2 separate regions of the Mus musculus genome follow, and region 1 is linked to region 2. The links are chromatin contacts, called in public promoter capture Hi-C maps. All regions are on one chromosome and are shown on one strand. The core of a region is the stretch at or near the end of the contact, and the rest is flanking DNA. Distances in the headings are between cores, read along the strand shown. Region 1 holds the start of A930033H14Rik (RIKEN cDNA A930033H14 gene). Region 2 holds the start of 4930545H06Rik (RIKEN cDNA 4930545H06 gene).

Region 1 (2,776 bases), core at 153-2,652, 890 kb after region 2:
GGCAACATAGCGAGAGTTGGAGACCAGCTATGGGAGGATCTAAGGGAGGGGCAGGAAATTGCCAAAGAGACTGGAAACCAGAGATCCTGGGGAGGAAGAGAAGTCCATCTAAGAAAACCAAATGTGGTTTCCTGAAAAGGAGGGACGGAGGCGTTACTGTGAGAGAGGGTTTTGTTTGCTATTCATTTTTTTAAGGGAAGTTGAAGGATAGCCCTAAGTAACCGTCCTCACAGTAAAATACGGCTATCTATCTTTCCCACCCTTTCGAGATGCTGGCAAGGCCTTAGCTAAGAACTGATGGAGGCCAAGGATGTAGCGTGGCCATTTTTTGTGTGCTCCATGTCAGCCTTTAGAAGGGTTTTATAAACGTAGCACATCCCTAGTTGAAGGCATTCACATCCTAATCCGCCAGCTGTCTCGTCTCGTTGCAGGACTAGAGTGAGCGGATTACACAGCCCAGTCTAACAGGCAGTTGAGAAGGCGGACTGAAAGTTCCCTGCGGACAGGAGCCAAGTTAGTTGCAGTTCCCTGTCACCTCCTTAGAGCATCGCGTGATGCCAGACACCCCTAGGCACCTAGGCAGTTCTTCTGCGGATCCGTGAAAAGTAACCAGAACTCTGCCCCCAGAACTCACAATCGGCTTGAAAGTCCACAGTGTCCCCGAAACTGGTTTTCCCTTCCAAGATTTCCTGCAGACCCAGAAGAGGCCGAAATCAGTTTCAGCTCCCCCCCCCCGCCCCCCAGCCTCTCTAAAACAGCTGATTTCGGGGTGGGAGGTGGGGGTGGGGAGGACCGGGTGGGGGGAAAAGCTGGGCGTCCCCCCCCCCCGCCCCCTGCCGGGACCCCTTGAGCCCGGTGCAGGGGAAGGTGACCAGGAGGGGGAGAGCCAGCCCGCACGTGCAGCGCCCAGGGGAGGAGGCTGGGCCAGCGCAGCGCTTAGTCAGCAGCTGGGCTCGGTTTTGAAACAAAAGCCAATGTCCTCCCTCGGAGTCCGCGGCCGGTCAGTTCCTAGGGGGAAGAAAGCTATGCTGCCCAGCCGGTTAGTGGCCCAACTTACTTTTCCTGAGCCCAGGACTGAGGGCCAGCGGATGTTCGGGAGTGGGTGGGATGCTGCGGGGAGGGGGCGCGGGGACAGCTCGCACACACCCTGCCCTGCTCTGATCTCCGCTTGGCTTAAGGCCGGGTCCCCGGGGTAGCGGGACGCACGCTGATCCCGGCCCTGGAGCCCAGGCCCCTCCGGTGTGCGTGCAGCCGCAGCACCTTCGCCACCTCGCGTCCCACAGCTCAGACACACCAGGCCCTGGTTTCATGAATGAAATCCAATCGTGTGGTTATAAATAGCCGCCAAGGCTGCTCACGTCACGGTGGAGAGAGAGAGAGCGATCGGAGGCCGCCACCGCTTTGCTCGCTCCGTGCCCGGGCGCAGGGTTCCGCCCGGTGCCCCGCCTGGCCAGGAAAGGGGGCGGGAGGAGGGCAGGGCTGGCGGCGACAGCGACCTGGGGACGAGTCCCGTGGCCTGCGCCGGGACGCGGACGCGGCCGGGTGCGGCTGGGCCATGCTGCCTTTGTGCCACGCCGGGCGGGTGGCGCGCGGTGCGCAGGGTCCCGGCGTCCCCGCGAGCGCGCGCGGCGGGGGCCGCTGCTGAGCGGCGGAGGGAGCCAGGTCTCGCTCGGCTGCAGGGTAGGTGGCTGTGTCGTGCTGAGTGTCCCAGTGAGCAGCGGAGCACCCTCACCAGCTCCCGATTGCCTCGCGGGTGGCAGGTGGGGACCCCGGCCCATGTTCCCACCCTCCCCCAGCAACGTTTGCGAGAGTGAGCTGAAGGGATGCGGGGGGACAGTCCCCTCCCAGAGGAGTGAGCTGAAGAGATGTGGAAGAGCACCCGCCCCGGCCGCACCCCTAACTTGTAGCGGCAGACAACACGTACAACAGGCACCTTAGCAGTCCGGTTGCACCAGGGCCGGGTGCTGCCGCGCCCCCGGGGAAAGGCGCCTTTTCCTCGAAGGACTCTGGTGGGGAACTTGGGACGCGAGAAGCAGGGTGCTCTGAGCCCTTGGGTGTTTGCCCTGCCCCAAGCAGTGTCTTTGGATGCACGATGACGCCCCTCTCCCTCCCCTCCCCCCTAGCCCTGTGTCTAGGGAGTCTGTTGTGAGTTGCTGTGCCAACAATACACGCTGCCTTGTGAGGGGCTTGCACACACCTCAACTTAAGTGTTCAGCTAGGTTCACAGCCAGGGGGTAGGGGGAGAGACACAGAAGAGATCCACACTCACACCCACCCCCAAAAAAGTGGAAGGAAGGCAAGACTGTGTAAAAAATGTATATATAACATTTGATTCCACTGTTGGCCGTGGGGTTTCCATCCCATATCAAACTACTCAACGGAGGAGCAAAGTCAATATTTAGACTCAGACAAGCCAGAAAAGTTAGGAGGGAGAGCCAAGCACAGGGTTCTGAGTTGGCTTTGCACGTCAGCACAAGAGCTGCGCCTTTGGGACTGCCTGTACACATATGCTGGGGCATTGGGGGTGGAGGCATGCATTAAGCTTGATAAGTTACAGAAAGCTGGGAAACGCTAGATAGTAGCAAGCAGAGGAGACATCCTGACTGAATCTCCCTGGTCTGTGCTTTTGGGGAAACTACTGAATACTCAGCCTGGGGTTTCAGCATGAGGTTCTCTGTAGGTTGTGCTACCTGCCATAAAAACATACAAGAGACTCCAAACCATGCCATGCTTCCAGAGGCATTCAGCTTGGCCAAGGGCAGATAATAAGCCACCA
Region 2 (2,972 bases), core at 406-2,905:
TTACAATAAAAAGTATTTGTGGTCGGGAGAGTGAGAAAACAGGAAACACAAGTCTTCTAAGCCCGTTTTTATGCTTGGAACAAAACCACCCCTTTATCCAGGCCTGAACCTTGTGTGTTTATCTGAAAGTGCACAGGGAGCAAGCGGCTGCTTCATTTCTATTTAAAGTGCCTCTCTCTTCCACATGGGTTTTGGTGCCAACAGGGAGCCTTCCTGTGGTGCCCGGGGACCCTGCTGTCCTCCTTGTCTGTCTTCTGCCTTGATCTGCAGCGTCCTCCCTGGCTTGATGAGTGTGCCCTGGCTCAGTTTCCCCGCTTTGGTCCAAATTCACAGGGAAGTGGGAAATGGTTTCCTGATCAAAGCTGAACTTGATCTCTATCAAAGAAGCTTTACCAGCCTGGAAATCTGAGCCACTTGAAAATGTAGTTTAGATCCAAGAGGGAAACTACTCAACTGTCCCTGCAGGGCCAGGTTGAAAGAAGAAAGGGGCAGGTCCCCAAATAGGAACTGCCTTTAATGTGATTTCCCCAGAACAGTGTGTTTGACCCGAGCCTCTGTCTTTGTGCTTCATTTCCATTGGCTGTGGCCCGTCTTGTTACAGTAAAGGTTAGGGTGGGAGAGGCCAGAAAGAGAACCCGTTCTCTTCCTCATACTCACAGGGCCGAACATTTCAAATGAAGAAACCATGGGAATGGCTTATAATGGCTTACCTTGTACAGAAGTAAGAAGCCTGATCCCAGGTTGGTAGTCACTCAGGAGCTGGAGACGTGGCTCAGAGGTTGAGAGCACTGCCTGCTCCTCCCCAGGATCCAGGTTCAGTTCCTAGCACCCACATGGCGGGTCACAGTCTTCTATAATGCCAGGGGATCCGACACCCCTCTTCTGGCCTCTGCAGGCACTGCATGCATGTGGCACATGAACACACACGCAGGGGAAACATTCATACACATAAAATAAAGTTTAAAAAAGAAAACAACTTGGGCAAGAGATTTATATCTTTAAACCTCAGTTTCCCCAGACTTTCTATAGGATTAAGGGCAGTTGGTGGTCCTTGTTGATTCACAAATGTCTGTTCTTGACTCCATCCACCGGGTACCTTCTTTACAAAGTACCATTTCTTCCCGAAAAGTCTGGAGCAGGGATGGTTGTAGATTTAACACTGTCCACTTATTTACTTTTCACCGAAGTAGAAGGCTGGCCAGAAGGACTTTAGACCTACAAGTCAGATTTTTGAGCTAAGTCAGTTGGTAGACTGGTTGTCCAGCATGTAAAAAGCCTTAGATTTGATCCATTATCAGATAAACTGGGTGTGCTGGTACATGTCTATAATCCTGCATTCTGGAGGTGGAGGCCATTTTGGGCTTCATAACATGTTTGAGGGCATCCCGGACGACATAACTCCCATGAAACAACAAACCCAAGGACAGCTTAAGGAGTTGAAATGTACAAGTACCTGCTATACGGGAGACAGTTACTCCATCTCATATACTATAGTTCTTGAAGAGGACGAAAGAAAATGTAGGTAGGTGATGTAGACTACTATTCTTATTCTTAGATGGGGGACATCATACCTTCTCTGGCTTAACTGATAAACTGGGGTGACCCAGGCAGAGACACTCAGCTCCACAAATTCAAGTCTTCTCCTCTGTCACAGGTGACCTGTGTGGCAGATTGTGATGCGGGGAGGTGTTGGAGGGGTGGGGGAGGGGACAGCATCAAGACATCTGGTGCTGGTGAATGCCTCGAGATTCCCTCTGTGTTAGTCACGTTGGTTAATTTACACATTGCTGGGGTAAAACAGCTGACAAGCACAACTGAAGAAAAGAAGGATTTATGTCATCACAGTTTGAGGTTACAGTGCAGTTTGGGGATGGGGTGGGGGTGGGGTGTGACCTTGAGGTGGGTACCCATGAGTTTTGCTATCAGGAAGCTAAGGGAGATGAACTCTGGTGTGGAGCCTTTTCATTCAGTTCAGGGCCCCAGCCTGTAGAATGCTCCCATCCATATTTAAGGAGGGTCTTCCCATCCCAGTGAACCCAACTTAGACATTCTGCCACAGACACACCCAGAGACCTATCTCCTAAGTGGTTATAGATCCTGTCAAGTTGACAGTGTTAACTATCATGGTACACCGTGAGTCTGATCCCCTCAGCTGTGTGGAACCAAGGCTGGATTCAAACTGGCCTGGCTTGAGCCCATAGCAAGAGATTTCAGCTTCTTCATGGCATCCCATGGAAGCTATGTTAAGAATAATGCCCAGGTCCCATGAGGCCTAGGGTACAAATCTGGTGAATTCTTTTCCATTGTTTTCTCCATCTTGCTACAATGTAGATGGTAACCACAGGGCCACTAGAGACCTGTGGGATTGGGAGGGACTTTGTGACCATAACTGCTCTGTTGATTAGGCATCAGAAATTTGTTATTCCTGGTTATGCTAGCTTTCTTTGCTCAAGCATGGGAGTGGTTTGTTAAATGGTCCGAAGCCTGTTCCTTTTATGGTACAAACATAATCAAGGTAACAATTACAGTCCATGGCAAGACTCGGTGAGAACATGGTGGTAAAAGAGCAGGCTTGAGGGATGTTAGCTCTCAGGAAGCCTAGGCAGTGTTGCAGTGTTGCAGTGTTTTAAAATCTTTCAAGCATTTCCAACTTTAATGAATGAGAAGGTATTGCCAAGGCTATCTATCTATCTATCTATCTATCTATCTATCTATCTATCTATCTATCTATCATATGTAGATCTTCTATTATTACCTATCCATCTCTCTATCAATCTATCAATCATCTATCTATCATCTATCATATGTAGATCTTCTATTATTACCTATCCATCTCATCTATCTATCAATCTATCAATCTATCAGTCTATCTATCAATCATCTATCTATCTACCTATCTGCTATCTATCATCTGTAGATCTTCTAATTTGCCCATCTATCTCTTGTATGTATGTATGTATGTATGTATGTAT

The links. Promoter capture Hi-C pulls out the DNA fragments that hold promoters and counts their contacts.
Region 1: a contact with region 2 is called in a promoter capture Hi-C map of hippocampal neurons, with 4 times the contacts expected there. The contact joins the promoter of A930033H14Rik here to the promoter of 4930545H06Rik in region 2. A contact is called at or near these places in 3 of 39 promoter capture datasets (cranial neural crest, hippocampal neurons and liver), 4 of 115 datasets of contacts at active chromatin or transcription factors (acute myeloid leukemia, astrocytes, embryonic stem cells and 1 more) and 1 of 9 other capture datasets (embryonic stem cells).

Annotation. Positions count from the first base shown.
Region 1 is chr10:69,211,696-69,214,471 of GRCm38.p6, forward strand. A930033H14Rik (RIKEN cDNA A930033H14 gene) reads right to left here and starts at 1,403. Exons shown (of 2, transcript NM_001331193.1): 1 at 1,058-1,403; 2 at 1-689. The coding sequence starts at 1,310. The coding sequence ends at 631. It overlaps Rhobtb1 (Rho-related BTB domain containing 1), which reads left to right and starts at 1,499. Exons shown (of 11, transcript NM_001252637.1): 1 at 1,499-1,680.
Region 2 is chr10:68,319,487-68,322,458 of GRCm38.p6, forward strand. It overlaps 4930545H06Rik (RIKEN cDNA 4930545H06 gene), which reads right to left and starts at 1,656. Exons shown (of 3, transcript NR_045357.1): 1 at 1,572-1,656; 2 at 711-1,215.